2 separate regions of the Mus musculus genome follow, and region 1 is linked to region 2. A link is a contact called in public promoter capture Hi-C data. All regions are on one chromosome and are shown on one strand. Each heading gives the region's core, a stretch centred on a gene start, on an enhancer-like site or on the middle of the called end of the contact. The rest is flanking DNA. Distances are from core to core; before and after follow the strand shown. Region 1 holds the start of Mir670hg (a long non-coding RNA gene). Region 2 holds the start of Alkbh3os1 (alkB homolog 3, opposite strand 1).

Region 1 (4,043 bases), core at 1,448-3,947, 290 kb before region 2:
GGGCCACACTGTGAGCCCCTCCCTTGGCTTTGTCTTAGTCACTGGGCTCCCAAGGGAACAACATCAGGCCAGGAAAAGAGCACCCCCACAATCCACCTAGGTATCAGCTGCCTGTCAGCACTCTGGCATCTTGTCGGTGATCTAATCAAGGCTGAGGTCAGTGGGGTTTTTATACAGGCTGGGGATTTGATTGTCTGTATGCCAGAAATGTATTCCTGCCAGGATTTCATATGCCTCAGAATTGAACCCCCTTGAGGACAAAGAAGCAGGGCAAGGGATGAGGGAGGGGATAAAAGAAGAGGGATAGAATGCAGCCTTCCAATAGTGTGTTCCTGCTGTGTGTACTTCCAGATTTTGCAGGCAAATTCGTGGCTGCAGTTGTGGCTAAAACATGAATGAATGTGGTCGTGTGCAGGTGCATGAATGACTGTAGTTTCTATGAATGAATGCATTTGTGATGAAGGGTGTATGGGAACCCTTGCAAGCTGGGGTAGAGGCTTGCAGGTGCCTGGCTTGCTGAAAGCATCCCTGGATAAGTATCCTTACTGAAGTCTGTGAGGTTGTGTTGCGGGTATGTAGGGGGAATACTTGGTTTGCTCATAGCATCTGCCTTTTGTGCTGCTGTTTCTGCTGCTGCTAAAAACAGGATCTATTAGCAACTGTATGGCCCTCCCAGAAGTCCCTGAGAAGGGGAAACAGGCAGCATGTTTGTCATCAGTTGAAGGCTCCTCTGGCCACTAGGAATTGTCCTTAGATAAACTCTAGCCTCACAGTCGCCTGTCTAGTCCCTGATGTCCTTTCTCGGGGCTTAGCAAGGGGCAGGTGGGCAGGTGGGCAGTCGCTAGGTAGGGTTTTCTCTCACCTGTACCCCCTGAACCTACTAGCCTGGCAGGAGAGAATTAGGCAGATTCTGTTCTTGTCTGACCTGCTGAGGTCTGTGCCTGATGCACTTTTCTTCCCAAACCAGCTCTCCAGGAAGGAATAACTTCCTCATTTTGGGATATAGTGATGAGCAAAACTGATTGAGAGGAGATCAATTGAGAATTGTAAATCAGACCTGATGAATACGTTTAAAAATTAAGGGAGGTCCTCTTAATTTTAAGTCATATGATTTAAACATACTTTGGGCTCTCCTCCTCTGCCTAAGGCCTTTGGTCTCTGTGAGCACCCCTGCACACAATGGTCATAATTAGTCTCCTCATTAACAGTCTGGCAGACGCTAGCAACTAAATGGGTCAGGGAAACCAAAATCTTTCATCATCTAGAGGCACAAGCGTAGCCTATTTGAGGGGGGTGGGCTAGGAGGAGGGGCCAAGGTGCAACAACTTTGCAAGAAATGAAGACCACCAGATGAGTATTAAATCCCTCCTCCGAAAATGAAAAGCCACAAACCCCCCCCCAAAAAAATCTGAAGATGATATATCTGTGGTGAAGGTGCTCGGTGGTCCCGTAAAGAAGTCACAGGTACATATGAAACGTCTGGATGCAAAAGAGACCTTCGGAAATTACAACGTTTAGCTATGTAAAGGACACAAGTGTCCTCGGCAGCAAGCACATACTTAATAAATGCAGAATTTTAATGATGCAATTTTGGCATCAGGTTGTGTATTTAAGTTCCCCTCGGATGAAACCTCCTTCTATTTTGAGGCATGAATCCTGTGTCTTTTCTGCCACGCAACCACACGAGGAAGAATAGCCCAGAGTCCTTGTCTATGAATGTACTGTCTCCACAAAGCATGAATGTGCTGGCACTTTGTGTTTGTATGAATGGGGGTTGCATGTGCTGGTCAGAGGCCACGTGAGACACGTGGGGTGGGAATTGTGTCTTTGGGAAAAAAAATGAATTGGAAGAAGGAAACAGCTATGAATGGCAGGAGTCTCTCCCGTGGAGCTCCCTCCCTCACAACGCCCCTCACCATCCTAAGACACACCTGTTTTATTAAAATGAATTCCTGACATTGCAAACAACAATAGACCAATGTATATACTGTGTGCCACTGTTCACAGGGTCCAGACTGGAGGAAAAAAAAAAAAAAAACAGGGCTGCAACACAAAAGATACTGCAGTCAGCTCAGGCAGGGAGCTATTTTTAGACCAGGGGGAAAAAAAGAGAGGGGGTGGGGCGAGAGAGAGGGAAAAAAAAGAAGAAGCACTTCTGGTTTTGCAATCTAATTTGGTCCCCTTTCTTAAGGAAAAAAAAAAAATCCCATCGATAGCAATTTCCATACAATCTGATTCTATTTGGCTCCTAGCAAAGAAGAAGAGATCTAGGGCTGAAAATTCTGGAGTTTTATGGCTGATTCTAGCTAGTAGCCTTTCTTCACCAGGCTCCAGCTGAATTAATTTGATACTATTTTTGAAAGTCAGTGTTTCTAAGGGAGACCTAATGACGCACTGACGTCAATGCAGGTCAATAGCACACGCTGCTGGAACTGGGCGTGCTACACCGAGCCAGGGCTGGAGCCTTTCCAAACAGCCCCAACTCTGCAAATATCCCAGCTTTGCAGGGGACCGGGGGGAGCCAGGGTTTTGTAAACACCGAGACCCCCATCATTTTTCCAGAGTCTCTTCAAAATTGATGCATATTTTCCTGACTCAAAGGAAAGCTAAACAGAAGCAGTCGCACTGCAGTATTTAAAAAAAAAAATCATACCTTTCAAAGGAATCATATGTAATTCGGGCAGCGTGCACACACATTTACACTCAGAAAGCAACGCATATCATTAGGGTGTGTCTATAAATAGACCCCAATGTGTGTGCATTGAGACTTAGTCCCTGGTCGGGGGTTTTCGAACGTGGGTGATGAATTCTGTGTTCTGATCAGTTACTCAGGAGGCGCCCGAATGTGAGGGGGTGGGAGTGTGGGAGGGGGCTGCCTCCTCTCTTCTCTTTCCCTCTGGCTGCTCTCCTCCCCTCTCCTCCCTCCTTCTCTCTCCCCCCTCCCTTCTTCCCTCCCCTCCCTTTTTCAGCATCTCCCCTACCCTTTCTTTCTCTTCTCTCCCTCTCTCCCCTCCCTCTCTCCCCCTCCCGCTCTCTTCTCCCTCTCCCTACAAGTCTGGCACTGAAGGAGAACTGTTTTGCTTTGCTCCGGGAAGAGTGCAGACACGACGTGAAATCCGGAGCTCTTTGCGTGGTGCATTTAAAATGCTTCCTTATTTATATTACCCTCATCCCCTCCCCTCTCCCACCCCCTCACCAGCCCTTCCAAATTTCCCTAGAAATCTGTGTAAAGCGTGGAGGGGAAAACATTTGCATAAAAAGTGAAGGAGCACGCCAAGGTAGGTTATACCATGCAGTGCCTTATGTTTGGCTTTGGCAAAGTTTATGATGTCAGTTGGTGAATGTTCGGAAGAGCAGCTCTTTATGACTGTCCGTGATTACTGTCTGTTTTTTTTTTTTTTTCATTGAACAATATCTGTACAAATTGCCTAGACTTCGTGAGCAGGCTTAGTTAGGGTCTTGTATGTGTGGTTCTTGCAAGAGGCATGGCAATCGGGAGACAGTCCTGTGGTGTTGAACAGGGGGAAAAGATGCTGTGTTGTGGGGTTGGGGGTGGCAGAGGGGAGGGGACTTCTCTAGTGGGCAACTGAACCTTCTAGTTTGCCAGACTTGGGGCTGATTCTCATTCACTAAATGTCTTCATTATTCTTGTAATGATTCTGCACATGAAAAGCTAGTTCCAAAAAGGTTTCATGAAGTCAGAACAAAGTGAGGGGAGCAGAGGGAGCTAAAGAGAGTTGGAGCATGCTGGTGAGGGATGTGGCAATGTTTCCTTAATAGAGAAATTAATCTCTCCTCGCAGAGTCTGGAAAAAAAATGCTGTCTTTAATAGGTGTAAGCAAAAATGATTTTAAAAAAAAGATTAGTAGGTGAAATAGAAAAAAAAAATGTTTCCATTGCAAGAGGGGAAAAAAAAAAAAAAAAACTGCTGCAGCTCACAACCACCTGTAGAGGGAAATCTTTATGCACAATTTCGTAAGGCTGGTTGTGTGGAGGAAAACCGCCTGGAAAGGCGCCTGGCAAACTTTGCTGCAGGAAGAGAG
Region 2 (3,904 bases), core at 1,275-3,774:
GCTCTGAGGAGGAGCAACCCATCTCTTGACCCATCTTTTTGCAGGTGTGCTGTGGGGACAGTATCAGGCTCTGAGCTGAGCTGTCCAGGTCTAGTATCTGTCCAGGTCTCAGTATCCAGGATTTGTGATCTGTTCTCTAAAGCATAAACAACCAGGCTTCATAGACAATGATGGTCTAGTCAAGCCAGAGCGCCTTTCTTCGAGAAATTCCTGCTGTTGCTAGAATTCCTGTTTGGAAAGAGATAGGAATGCATCTCTCAAACACTTAGATTAGCCAAGAGAAGAGCTGGGGTTAGTTCTAAAGCAGTGGCTTCCTACCAGTGAGTTGTAACCCTTCGGGGGTCAAACAACCCTTTCACAGGAGTTGCCTACAACCACTGGAGAACACAGAAGTTTACATTATGATTCATAACATTAGACAGATTACAGTTATGAAGTATAATTTTATGGTTGGGGGTCACCACAACATGAGGAACTGTATTAAAGAGTTGTAGCATTAGGATGCTTGAGAACTACTGGTCTAAAGTAATTACCAATTAGTGACTTAGTGTATCATAGCAGGTGAAACAAGCCTTGGACCAAGGCTGTTTTCTTCCTATGACGTTGGCTCATAGCACTGTATAACAGAGGTAGGTGCGTCTTACCCCTCCCAGGGGACAGTAACCGCTGACAGTTCCTCCTGTTGCCAGTCCCCACGGACTGCACACACATCATTTGAGACACAGATTAGCCCTGGTTAGTAGATACTGTCTTCCTTGCCATGTTACAAACAAGTGTATTAAAAAATAGAAAGGTAAAATAGCTGGCTGAAGGCCACCGAGCTGGCAAGGGACAGAGCATTATGCAAGTTCCCACAGTCTGCCTCAGGAATGACTGCCTCCAGGTTCTCCTGCTTCATGACCATATAAATAAAAACTTCAGTGGGATGGCCGCTGTTTTCTAGGAAGAAAATGGAGACTATACATATGTGGAGAGAGTGAAGATACCATTGGATCACGGGACCTTGCTAATCATGGAAGGAGCCACACAAGCCGACTGGCAGGTGAGGGCTTGCAGGTAGCACCGATTTGCTCTCTGGAAGCAGCTTCTATCCTGGCTGAGGAGTCATTGCAAATCACACAGAAGCAAGTGCTTATACTGAGCAGGTAGCGGTAAAATGATGTCATGTCTAAGGAGGTGATCAAAACAGGCCTCTCAGCCGAGATTGAAGGTTTTGTGCTGATAGAGGAATCCACGACTGTGCCGACCACTGAGAAAGTGACTGCAAATAGCCCCAGTGGCTACCATGTTGGGCATCACAGCACAACTATTCTAGATCAGTGTGGGTGAGGTCTCGTTAAGTACAAACATTTAAAGTAAAGCAACAGTTAGAAAAGTAGGTATGCCTTGCTGCCGGGGCGCTGGCCCAGCCTGCTGGGATCGGCTGGGTACTCGGTTCAGAGGAGGAGACCCTTTCTCACAGGACTGTAGACCACCTAGTGAGAGAGATAGAATAAGACATAAATAAGTTGTAAATCATGTTGAACTAATGAAAAATGCACATATATTTATGCTGGACAACTATTTATATTTCCATTTAGCACCGAGTGCCCAAGGAATACCACTCCAGACAACCGAGAGTAAACTTAACCTTTCGGACCGTTTATCCAGACCCAAGAGGAGCCCCTCGGTGACACTTCTACAGAGTTACCACTGAGGGGAGGGCTATGCACCTAACAGCCCCTCCCCATCTCCCGCAAGCACTTCCGTGATGTGGCTGTTCAGAAAGCGTGGTGTTTGCTTCTCAGGTTCTACTCCTCCTGAATGAGAGCTGCCAGCACGTCACCTTGTCAACATGTCTACTACAGGAACACTTACTTTGAGACAAATCTCTAAATCAAGGTTATCATTAAGCAAATTAAAAATTGCTCTGGCTGTACTCACAGATGATTTGATCCAAAAGCTTTTTGCCTCCTGCTCTGCCCCCTTTAATTTGAAGAAATACAAATGGCCTTGTGCCTCTGGGGAAGATCTGAACATGTTTGTTCCTTATGACGTTAGCAAAATGGAGATATAAATACGTGTCAGTGACTCTGGAGCCGTCCACAGGCAGGCAGCTGCTGAAACCCAAACAGAGGTGGCTTCTCTGGGCTTTGTTGAAGTCTTCCTTGACTCCTTAACATCTTGGCTTGTATGTTATTGTAATGGAAAGCTGCGTGTTCAGGACACTGTTTATTTAGCTGAATTTCCCAGCTGTCAGTTTTCCTGGGGCACACTTAGGTTACAGACTTCTGAATACAGAGACAGCAGCAGCTCCCATCCACACCCCAGACAGTTCACCTGGGACCCCTCGTAAGAAAGACAGTGCTGTATCCTGGAAGCGAGTAATAACTGAGAATGTCAGGAGAACCAGGCTGAAATTTTGGTTGAAGAACAGCAAATGCCCTGTTAGTAACTGCTGTTCCAATAGATTAGTTTCCCCTGGAGAATTTCTTGAGTCATTTAAACCCAGGCCAGATAGAATCAGAGCAGCCCTGCAGGGAATAGCTTGGATGACCTCATGGCTCTTCTACCTTAGATTTCAGAAGCCTGTGACTAAGGCTCTTCTGACTCAGTGTTCTCTTTCACTGGGTGCCTGAGTTCAGGGGTTAGCCTGTGATGTCACCAAGGTTTCCAAAACAGAATCGGGTAGTTGCCCCTTTTTGCATCATAAAAACACATGACTCGTTGACCTTGACTCAGGAGCAATGTACTAGATTAATTCAAACCCAGAGGAAGAGTTCATGTCAGTGGATGAAAGTGGGACATGGGTTAGAGTTTCTCCCTTGTCCTTGAGGGAAATTTACTGTCTTGGTTTTTAATCCTATTTCCATTCCACTCTGTAAGATGGATGGTCCCCATGACATGGAACGGTGCCAGAGGCTGGACAAGCTTACTCAAGGCTCAGATGGAATGAGTACGGAACGAATCTGAACAGACTCTCTGGTTCCTTGTGTCAGAGTCTGGTTTTTAAAAATGTGTAGAGCTCCTTTTGTAAGAAATCCTAAATCTGTATACAATTTGAGCATCATATTAAGCCTTCCTAGGAAGAAGGTATGAATCACCATAAACACACGCCCTCTATTTAATCTCACAGCTGTTCCCTGGTTAGAGCCAAGAAAACCTGGCCAGGATGGTATGGTCAGCCTTGATTAGGAGTTTGATGACTGAGGCTGGAAATTCCTCCTCTCTTCCTTATAAATGAGACTGACAGGTGACCCCAGGTCTTCCAGCACCCCACCCCCATTGTAGAGGCTCTTCTCTGCCTCCCTGCCTTAGAGCAGCGCTGCATCTCGACACTCATTACAGCTAGTCTGTCAGACCACTGAGAGGCTGTGGTTTCCATCTGGGTTTCATGGGCAAAGAGCAGTCATAGCTTCGGTTTCTTGCCTTTACTGTAGACTTCCATGTGCAATCAGTGCCGGATATTTCCACCGCTAGGACCCCATGCCTTCTCAAGTATCAAGCAGGTTCTTGCCATAAAGCAGAACTACAGAGTTTAGATGTAAGACAGGAAGAGTGATGTTCAGTGACTGCTCCAGCCTGCTGCAGATCCTTCCCAGGAACTGACAAAACTGTGCTGACTCAAAGTACATGAAACAGCAGTGCACAGGTTTGGTTTTAGTCATCCTCTGTGAGTTTTGGTTCCCTGCAGGCTCTGTCCTGTGAGCTTGCATTTATCACCTCATTGTCCCAACACTGATTCCACTATAGAGATGAGAAGCTGAATCCCTAAGTATTTTACTGCACATGTGCTGGCAGAGACAAATTTCAGAGGCTGTCTTACGGTTTCTATTCCTGCACAAACATCACGACCAAGAAGCAAGCTGGGGAGGAAAGGGTTTATTCAGCTTACACTTCCATACTGCTGTTCATCACCAAGGAA

Evidence for each region. Promoter capture Hi-C pulls out the DNA fragments that hold promoters and counts their contacts.
Region 1: a promoter capture Hi-C map of the C10 cell line shows a contact between it and region 2. The contact joins the promoter of Mir670hg here to the promoter of Alkbh3os1 in region 2. A contact is called at or near these places in 2 of 39 promoter capture datasets (the C10 cell line and cranial neural crest), 1 of 15 datasets of contacts at CTCF or cohesin (the NIH/3T3 cell line), 1 of 484 Hi-C or Micro-C datasets (embryonic stem cells), 2 of 115 datasets of contacts at active chromatin or transcription factors (both in embryonic stem cells) and 2 of 9 other capture datasets (embryonic stem cells and liver).

What each region holds. Positions count from the first base shown.
Region 1 is chr2:94,263,757-94,267,799 of GRCm38.p6, reverse strand. It overlaps Mir670hg (a long non-coding RNA gene), which reads left to right and starts at 2,697. Exons shown (of 8, transcript XR_003953878.1): 1 at 2,697-3,278.
Region 2 is chr2:93,978,654-93,982,557 of GRCm38.p6, reverse strand. It overlaps Alkbh3os1 (alkB homolog 3, opposite strand 1), which reads right to left and starts at 2,524. Exons shown (of 4, transcript NR_045827.1): 1 at 1,924-2,524; 2 at 1,386-1,475; 3 at 1-228. Alkbh3 (alkB homolog 3, alpha-ketoglutarate-dependent dioxygenase) reads left to right here. Exons shown (of 10, transcript NM_026944.1): 9 at 944-1,042; 10 at 1,581-1,924. The coding sequence ends at 1,673.